Linked DNA regions of Sus scrofa: regions 1 and 2 are each linked to region 3. A link is a contact called in public Hi-C and HiChIP or PLAC-seq data. All regions are on one chromosome and are shown on one strand. Each heading gives the region's core, a stretch centred on a gene start, on an enhancer-like site or on the middle of the called end of the contact. The rest is flanking DNA. Distances are from core to core; before and after follow the strand shown. Region 1 overlaps MAF (transcription factor Maf). Region 2 overlaps MAF (transcription factor Maf). Region 3 holds the start of MAF (transcription factor Maf).

What was found. Hi-C and Micro-C count contacts between places; a contact is called where the count stands out from the background. HiChIP or PLAC-seq counts read pairs in DNA pulled down with a chosen protein or histone mark.
Region 1: a contact with region 3 is called in a Hi-C map of skeletal muscle, with 8 times the contacts expected there. The contact joins the enhancer-like site here to the promoter of MAF in region 3. A contact is called at or near these places in 5 of 47 Hi-C or Micro-C datasets (alveolar macrophages, omental adipose tissue, psoas muscle and 1 more) and 2 of 2 datasets of contacts at active chromatin or transcription factors (alveolar macrophages and skeletal muscle).
Region 2: a contact with region 3 is called in an H3K27ac HiChIP or PLAC-seq map of alveolar macrophages. The contact joins the enhancer-like site here to the promoter of MAF in region 3. A contact is called at or near these places in 1 of 5 promoter capture datasets (liver), 4 of 47 Hi-C or Micro-C datasets (embryonic fibroblasts, liver, mesenteric adipose tissue and 1 more) and 2 of 2 datasets of contacts at active chromatin or transcription factors (alveolar macrophages and skeletal muscle).

Annotation. Positions count from the first base shown.
Region 1 is chr6:8,766,957-8,769,710 of Sscrofa11.1, reverse strand. All of the region lies in intron 2 of MAF (transcription factor Maf), which reads right to left. Among named protein-coding and RNA genes, the nearest start is that of MAF, 300 kb to the right of the region's middle. Within about 2 kb of position 1,475, at least 3 of the 83 cell types and tissues checked have an H3K27ac peak or open chromatin away from gene starts, as enhancers often do. A contact at or near this core is called in alveolar macrophages and skeletal muscle, where this site is marked.
Region 2 is chr6:8,882,476-8,885,213 of Sscrofa11.1, reverse strand. The region is part of intron 2 of MAF (transcription factor Maf); the gene reads right to left. Among named protein-coding and RNA genes, the nearest start is that of MAF, 420 kb to the right of the region's middle. Within about 2 kb of position 1,418, at least 1 of the 83 cell types and tissues checked has an H3K27ac peak or open chromatin away from gene starts, as enhancers often do. A contact at or near this core is called in alveolar macrophages, where this site is marked.
Region 3 is chr6:8,467,316-8,470,109 of Sscrofa11.1, reverse strand. MAF (transcription factor Maf) reads right to left here and starts at 1,374. Exons shown (of 3, transcript XM_021097066.1): 1 at 208-1,374. The coding sequence starts at 1,328. It overlaps LOC106510467 (a long non-coding RNA gene), which reads left to right and starts at 2,723. Exons shown (of 2, transcript XR_001308967.2): 1 at 2,723-2,794.

The DNA.
Region 1 (2,754 bases), core at 226-2,725, 300 kb before region 3:
ACCATCCCCCAGATCAGCTCCAAACTGCTCCCGGGCTGAGCGCTCCAGAGCAAGGCCACCCTTATACCCCAGGCACCCAGCCCCCATGTTGCATCTTAAAGTGAGACCTTGACATTCAAGAAGGAGTCTGGAAACTGGTGGCCAGGAGGACAGTGGAGCAAACACCTGTTTCACGCATGGAACAGCTGGAAAGTAGAAGGACCTTAGCCTGCAAAGAAAGACCCTGGGGTTCGGGTTGCTGCTGAGGGAGACGGACATAGGCAGTTCTATTCTGAGTGAGACCAGAAGGGAACAGCTGGAAGGGAGTGGGGGTGACTCTCAGATTCACATAAGTAACTTCTGACTCCTGGGATGGCTGCCTCAGGACAGGAAAATCCTTAGAGGTGTCTGGTCCTGTTTCTGCCTCCAGCATCATGCCCACCCCCCATGTGATCAGCTCCAGTGAGAAGACTCTTCCATGTATTTAGATTATTCATCCCGTCCTTTGATATGTCCTTGCCTCTTTTGTGCCTCAATGGCCCTGTGTCAGCTTTTCAGAGGAAGCCCACTTGACCTTGTCTTCCTTCTGCTGGCTCCCAAACATCCTGGTAATGCTTGGTTGGGCATGCTGGGATCAGGTTGGGCATGTCAGAGGTTGCAAGCATGGGTTTTGAAAGATGACAAATACAAGATCAGATCCTGGCTTCAGCACTCTTAAGCTGCGTGGCCTGATGCAAATGGCTTCTCTGAGTCTGCGTGCTCATCCATAAAGTGGAGGTGGGGAGTGGATGGCACTGCCTGCTGGGATTTTGCGAGGCATGAGATGAGATCATGTGTGGGTACCCACGGGCTCTGGGGAAAGGATCTACTTTCTTTCGTGTTTCTGAAACAGCAATGAATCAGTCTGACTAGAGTCTTTTTCTTTGTAGCCAGGAGTTTGGGCATCAAGCTGGCCCAACATTGGAAGATCCAAGTAGGCTAAGTTTTGGCTCTCTGCACATTCTCCAAGTGCTGCAGGCGTTTCTATCAAATAGCAGCAAAGGGGCAAGACCCACCTCAAGGAGGCGTGGACCAAGGAGGGCTTGAACTGCCCTGGAGAGGGGATCATAGCCAGCCCAGCGAGGATGGGTCTGGAACGTACACCTGCCCTTTAACCCGTGGTGTGCTGGAGTGGCCCAGGCCACAAATCTCTGCCAAACCACATTTGGTGACCTCACGTTGCTAGCTTGAAATGTGCTGTGGTGAGAGCATTTACACCACGGAAATGGGCAACAGCTCCCGATTTGGGCTTCTCCAGCCTCAGAGACCTGGTAAGTAAATATTCTCCAGCACCGCCCTGCCTTCAACAATAGGAAAAGAAAGGCCCAAATCACATGAGGCACTTCCCACATCTTCATGTGCCCTGGGAAAGAGTCAGTGGTGCTGATGAATGTGAAACCCCAGAAAAGCTCCTGTCTCCTGCTGATATGAAGAAAGAACTTGTCTGGCAGAGGATGCAATAAGGATCTTTGACTCTGTCATCTGCCCATGTGAGAAGCAGGCGGTGCCGGCCCGGGGAGTCACTTAACCTTAAAGTGCCAGCATCCTGGGGCAGGGGGGTACTTGGAAGCCCTCATCAGGGTGCCCTCAGGAAGGAGGCAGGACATGCCCATGACTGGGAATGGGCAGCACCTCTGAAAAATGCCCAGAGCCAGGGCTGAAGCTTCACCATCATTTACCATTTCCTTATAGGGAGTGGAGGAGCCGGGGAAGGGTGTTGAAGTTTGATTAGTAATAAGAACATAGCAGCTTAACCTCTAACATTTAGCACTCACCCCGATCGAATTACTTATCTCTATCTGGGTGAGCCTTGCTAGCCGCCTGCCTGGGAACACTACACCTCTCTAAAAGCTGTCCGTCTCTGTCACAGACTTTGCACAATGGGGCCCACAGCTATTTTTAAAGGACTGTGTCACCTTTCAAGAGAAATTGTGTCTGCTCAGAAGATTGACTTTTTTTTTTTTTGGTTGCTTTCTGTACAAATTTGGTAGTCTTTCATCTCCCACGGTAAAGCTGGGGCACCTCATACCCCATAAGCAGGCACCATTTAGCTTCCTTATTTTAGGGAGACTATAAAGCTATTGAGAAAAAAAAAATCATGGCCCAATGTCGACATTGTCTGTGGAAAGCAAAGACATAAAATGCAAGGGACACTGGCCCTGGAACTAGGGGGTGGCAAGCAGGTGACTGGAATAATCACACTGTTTTCTCTATTCCTGCCTCAAAGTCTGCAAGATAGAGGTTGTCAACGCCCTGTGCAGATGATTCCACCAAGGATGGCAGACCCTGGAATTGAACTCTCTGCCTGAGTTAGAGGCCCCTTTCTAGCTGCGACTTTGTGCCTCGGTTTCCTCATCTTCACAATGTAGCTGTGGGGAGTGCTTACCTCGTCACAGAGTCAGTGAGAGAATTCAGGGAGTGAATCCAACTGAAGTATCCAGCTGAGCGCCTTGAGCAGAGGAAGTGGCCCACACCTATGGGCTTGTTTTGGAGGACAGGCGCTAGTGACCACTCTTCAGGCTTCTCACTAAATCTCTCCTTCTAATGAATTCTCATAGAAACCTTGCAACACGAGCGTCTCCACGTTCCAGAGGGAGATAACACCTCCGTGGATTTTTGTCGCTGTTGCTGTTAGGAGGGTTAAATTAAGTTTCTTCAAGGGTTTGGCTCAGCACCCAGTGCGTGGAAAGTTCTCAGCCAATGATAGCTATTTGTCAGTCATCCTTAGAAATAGTC
Region 2 (2,738 bases), core at 169-2,668, 420 kb before region 3:
TACGATGTGATCCAGCAATCCCACTCCTGGGCATATATTTGGACAAAACTTTCAATCAAAAAGGATACATGCACCCCTATGTTCACTGCAGCACTATTCACAATAGCTAAGACATGGCAACAACCTAAACGTCCACTGACAGATGAATGGATAAAGATGATGGTACACGCATACAGTGGGATACTACTCAGCCATAAAAGAATGTGAGATAATGCCATTTGCAGCAACATGGATGGAACTTGAGATTCTCATACTAAGTGAATTAAGTCCGAAAGAGGATGAAAAATACCATAGGAGACCACTTCTATGTGGACTCTAAAATGTGGCACAAATGAGCCTGTCTATAGAACAGAAACAAACTCATGGACATGAAGAACAGACGTGTGGGTGCCAAGAGGGAGGGAGTGGGATGGACTGGGAGTTTGGGGTTTGTAGATGCAAACTAGTGCATTTGGAGTGGATAAGCAATGACGTCCTGCTGCATGGCACAGGGAACTATATCCAATCACTTGTGATCAAACATGATAGAGGATAATGTGAGAAACAGTATATATATATATATATGTGTGTGTGTGTGTGTGTGTGTGTATAACTGGGTCACTTCGTTGTATAGCAGTAATTGACAGAACATTGTAAATCAACTATAATAAAATTTTTAAAAATAACCTTTCTTTATGTCATGGCAATCATAAAAAATAAAAATAAAAAATCCAGCCTCCCCCACCATGAAAGGCTAATTTGCAACGGCCCATCCTTTTCTCGGAGAATCCAAGCTGCCCCTGGTTGGAAGATCACAATGGAAGCTTTGTGCTTCTTACCATGTTCATGGAAACAGGTCCCCTCTGTCTGTAAATTGTAGGTGTCCACTGGATCTACCACAGCCAGGACACTACAGTTCACTGTGACCTCTGTGGTTTGTTTTGAATGCTTAGTTTATTTCATTTAAAAGGCTACAGCCATGTGTTCGAAAAAGTGGGATCTGGATTGTTCTGTGCATTTGAGCTAAAATACAACAGTGTTGTTGGTGCCAAGTGGTTCCCATTATCGTGTCTGGGGCCTAATGCCTTCCGGGTACCAGGTGCAGGTGGAGCGGTTTCCCCGCAAGTGGGAAATGGGGCTGAAGATTAAGATACAGGAAATGCAGTTTAATTCGAATTTCAGATAGGCAAAGATATTTTTTTTGTAAGCAATCCCTTGCAATTATAGGATATGCTTATGCTAAAAAAGTCAGTCGTCATTTATCAAATTCAAATTCAACTGAGTGTCTTTTCTGTTTTTGGCCGCTCGAGGAAGGCAGGATCCTTTCTCTCTCAGAGGTTGCAAGATCTGAACTTGACCCCACTCCGCCACCCCACCCCACCTCACCCCAGTTCCTCTGGCTCCTCTGTAACCCTGGCCTGGTTTGCTCTGAGCACGTGGCAAGTGGTCACCAGGGGAAGTGAGGGCTTGAAGGGAACCCAGTGGAGATGAAATCTCCTCCTGTCACTTCCTGTTGCCCTGACCATGCTGGCCCCAGGCCAGGGAGATCTGGACACCTTTCTAGGTCTGGTTTCTCACTACACTCCCCCCGTCACAACCTGGCTGTGGTTTGCCACTCTGGCCAAGCCTGTGTCCACAGCCACTGTCCCACTGACCCGTGAAGCGTCAAGCAGGTTATTGGGTTTGCAGCTCCTGAGTCAGTAGCTCACTTTGCTACCAGATTCCCCCGCCTCTGCTTCTGCAATTCTGCTGCACTGAAATATTTGCACAGACAACCAACGCTCCAATGGCAAGTAAAACGATCAGAGATGCCTGGTCGCGCTCAAGGACTTGTGTCACCAATCCTTCTGCTTTGCTTGGACTGAGGGGTTTCCTAGGATGCAAGACTGTCCAATGCTATAAGAGGTGAGGTCCTGGATAGACTAGGATGAACTGGTCAAACACTCTCTACCCCACTCCCCCGGGGCTATGAGTGGTGTTCTCTGCGGATGAGGTTTGCAAGGAACACACCTCCAACACCTAAATTCTAGGCCATTAAGTGATGGGGTTGGGGGGAGGAAAGCAAATTCTGTATTCTCAACAAGCGGCCTGTAACTCACTCCTAAATGAAGCATCACCTCCCCCAAGAGGACTTCCTGGACCATTTTATATACGTACCCCCAGGCCCAGACTCTGATCATGTCTTTCACAGGACGTCTCCTAGTCTGTCATTGCCTATTTGTGTTTGGGCTGCTTGCCTGTTGTCTGTCCTCTTCAAAAACAGGTGAACTCATGAGCGCCATCCTCCCCCACCCCTGTTTTTTGTCTCTTGCTGAAATCCCCAGAACTTAGAATAGTCCCAGCACATTGTAGGTGCTCTAAACATGTCTGTTGACTGAATTAATGGATGAATGGAAACCTTGCCAAGCCAGGGGCTAAGGAAATGAGGCTGAAGAAGCACAGGCCCTGCCCTTAAAGGGTTGGAAGGCTGCTGTTTAAACAGATGATAGCAGCACACTGCGGTGTGGAAGGTTTGTGGAAGTGTGAGGTGCAGAGTTGGGAGGGGGTGAAGCAAGACCCAGGAGGCTCGGTAAAGGATTAACCCAAAGTACTCTTTTGAACTGATCTTCAAGGATGGCCCAGCGCTTCCTCCTCTCTGCTTGGCAAAGGCTGCTGCAGAAGGGAGCAGTGCAAGGGCAGTGGGCTATGGGGCAGCCCTGGGGTTTGAGGTCCCACATGGTGGGTATGAGGAGAGAAAGACCAGACATAGGTCTTGCCTT
Region 3 (2,794 bases), core at 125-2,624:
GTGTGTGTGTGTGTGTGCGTGCGTGTGTGTGTGTGTGTGTGTGTGTGTGTGTGTGCAGGGGGCAACTGCGGGGCGGGGGGCAAGCTCAGGAGGGGAGGGGGCGAGGTGGTGGCGAGCAAGGCTCTGGAACTGGCAAGCCCACACCCGAGTCGGACCCCCATGGAGCACTTATCAAGGTGGCTAGCTGGGATCGCGTGTCAGACTCACATGAAAAACTCGGGAGAGGACGGGTTGTCGCTGCTCGAGCCGTTTTCTCGGAAGCCGCTGCTCACCAACTTCTCGTATTTCTCCTTGTACGCGTCCCTCTCGCGCACCAGCCTGGAGATCTCCTGCTTGAGGTGGTCGACCTGCTGCAGCAGCTGGTTCTTCTCGGACTCCAGGACGTGCCTCTGCTGCACCCTCTTGAAGCGGCAGGACTGGGCATAGCCGCGGTTTTTCAGGGTCCGCCTCTTCTGCTTCAGCCGGATCACCTCCTCCTTGCTGACCCCGCGCAGCTGCCGGTTCAGCTCGCGCACCGACATGGTCACCAGCTGCTCATCGGAGAAGCGGTCGTCGAAGTGCAGGCCGCCGGCGGCGTGGTGCGGGTGCAGGGCGCCCCCCGCCCCCGCCGCTCCGCCGCCGCCTCCGCCGCCGCCGCCGCCGCCGCCGCCCCCGGCGCTGGCCGGGCCGCCGCTGCCCGCGCCGCCCGCGCCACCGGCCGAGGCGGACGCGCTGCCCGCGGCGCCGGGCGCGCCGGCCGTCGGGTGGTGGTGGTGGCCAGCGGCGTGGTGGTGGTGGTGGTGGTGGTAGTGCGGGCCCGCGCCGCTCTGCGCAGCGGCCGCGGCGATCACGGCGGACACCACGGCGGCGGCGGGGCCCATCTCCTCGCCGCTGCCGCCCAGGGAGGCGCCGGCGCCGGCCCCGGCCGCCGAGGCCAGCTGCTGCGCCCCGCGCGCGTAGCCATCGAAGCCGCCCTGGAGCTGGTGGCTGTTGCTGATGAGCGCCTCGACCGCGTCCTCGGGGCTGAAGCCCAGCGCCTCGGGGTTCAGCTGCTGCGGATAGCCGGTCATCCAGTAGTAGTCTTCCAGGTGCGCCTTCTGCTCGCTGCCCGAGCCCGGGCTGGGCGCCGAGAAGCTGGGGGAAGGGGGCACCGAGCTGCACGGCGTGCTCATGGGGGTGGAGGACAGCGAGCCCCCGGCGATGAGACGGCCGCACTGGCTGATGATGCGGTCGGTCTCCACCGGTTCCTTTTTCACTTCAAACTTCATCAGATCGAAGTCATTAACATATTCCATGGCCAGGGGACTGGTGGGCAGGTCGGAGTTGCTCATTGCCAGTTCTGATGCCATTCTCCTGCCGCCGCCGCCGCCGCCGCTCCGCCAGATGGGCTGCAGGAGAGGGGCCAGCGGGCTGTGCTGGGTGGCCAGCGGGTGAGCCAGCTTGCCGGGCTGGGGCGCTTCTAGCTCGCGCGGCGGTGGCTGGCCCGAAACCTCCGAGCGCGCACACACCCCCCCGCCCTGCCCGCGCCCCCGCGCCCGCCCTCCCTCCCCCTGCTCACGCCAATGTGCTCGCTGCTCGCCCGGGCCCCTCCTCGCCTGCTCGTCTCCTAGCGCGCCGAGCCGGCGGCTTCAGGCTCGGGAAGGTCCTCCGCGGGTTGCGGTGGCGGCGGCGGCGGCGGCGGCGGCGAAGCCGGAGGAGCCCGGCCGGGTGCGCGGCGTCCCCCGCTCGCCGCTCCGCTGCGCCCTTTGCATAAGGAGGGCTCGCCTCGCCGGCCTGGGCTGCAGGCGGGGCGCGCGCGGCGGCCGCTCGGGGCTGGAAGCGCGGCGGGCGGCTGTCCGGGCGGCGCTGGCCTTGGCACGGGGGAGTTAACACTTCATGCTTCTCGCCTCCTCTTCAGCCTGGCTCTTTTTATTTTTTTTTTCTCTTTCTTTCCTCTCTCTCTCTCTCTCTCTCTTTCTCTCTCTCTCCCTCGCGCTCTTCCTCCCTCCGTGCAAAGTGCAAGACAGAGGTGCAGCCGGGCTGGAGGAAAGGGAGGGGGGAGTTGAGTTCTTTCTTGGCTTTTTTTTTTTTTTTTTTTTTTAAAGCAAAATAGCGAAGTCCCGGGGAAAGGCGAGGCGGAGAGCAAAAGGGGGGAGGCCGAGCCGACGAGCAGCCCGAGCTACAGCTCGAAGATGAAAAAAAGATTTTAAAGCCTCTGATCCAGCAAGAAGAGTTTAAAGCAATTGCTGAGTTTTATAGCACTTGTGACGTCAGGCCCAAATGGGAAATTGACTGGTACTCCAGACCAATGGGAGGCGGCCGCGATTAGCATAATAGTGTAGAGACAAGGAAACTTTTCGGAGCTGTCAATCAGGGCCCAATCAGCTGACTGTCAGCTGGGACGGGCAGCCTTAACCCTTCCCGCTCCGCAGCCTCCTCAGGAGGCTGCAGAGCCGGGAACAAAGTTTGGTGTAAGAGGGGAAGGAGTTTTCCAGCGGCGCTGTGGGAAACCAGGTGGACCGGGAGGCCGATTTGCTTTACTTTGGAGCGAGAGAGGCCTGCCTTCCGGAGCCCCAGCTTGCCTGCCACTCCCTCAGCGGAGATTGGCCTGACCCCCACTCTCTGGATCCTGTATTCGCCAGGCAGCTTCTTCTCTTTACTCCACCTTCGGCACCCGGGTGTCCACCCAGGGGACCTTCCTTCCCCGAGCCTGGCACTGCCCGGAGCTCAAACTTGACCCAAACTCTTTGTCCCTCTTCCCGGAGCCGGCGCGTGGGGGTGCAGGGGTCCCGACTGCGCGCAGGACGTCGCCCGGCCGAGCGCCTGCCAGGGCGAT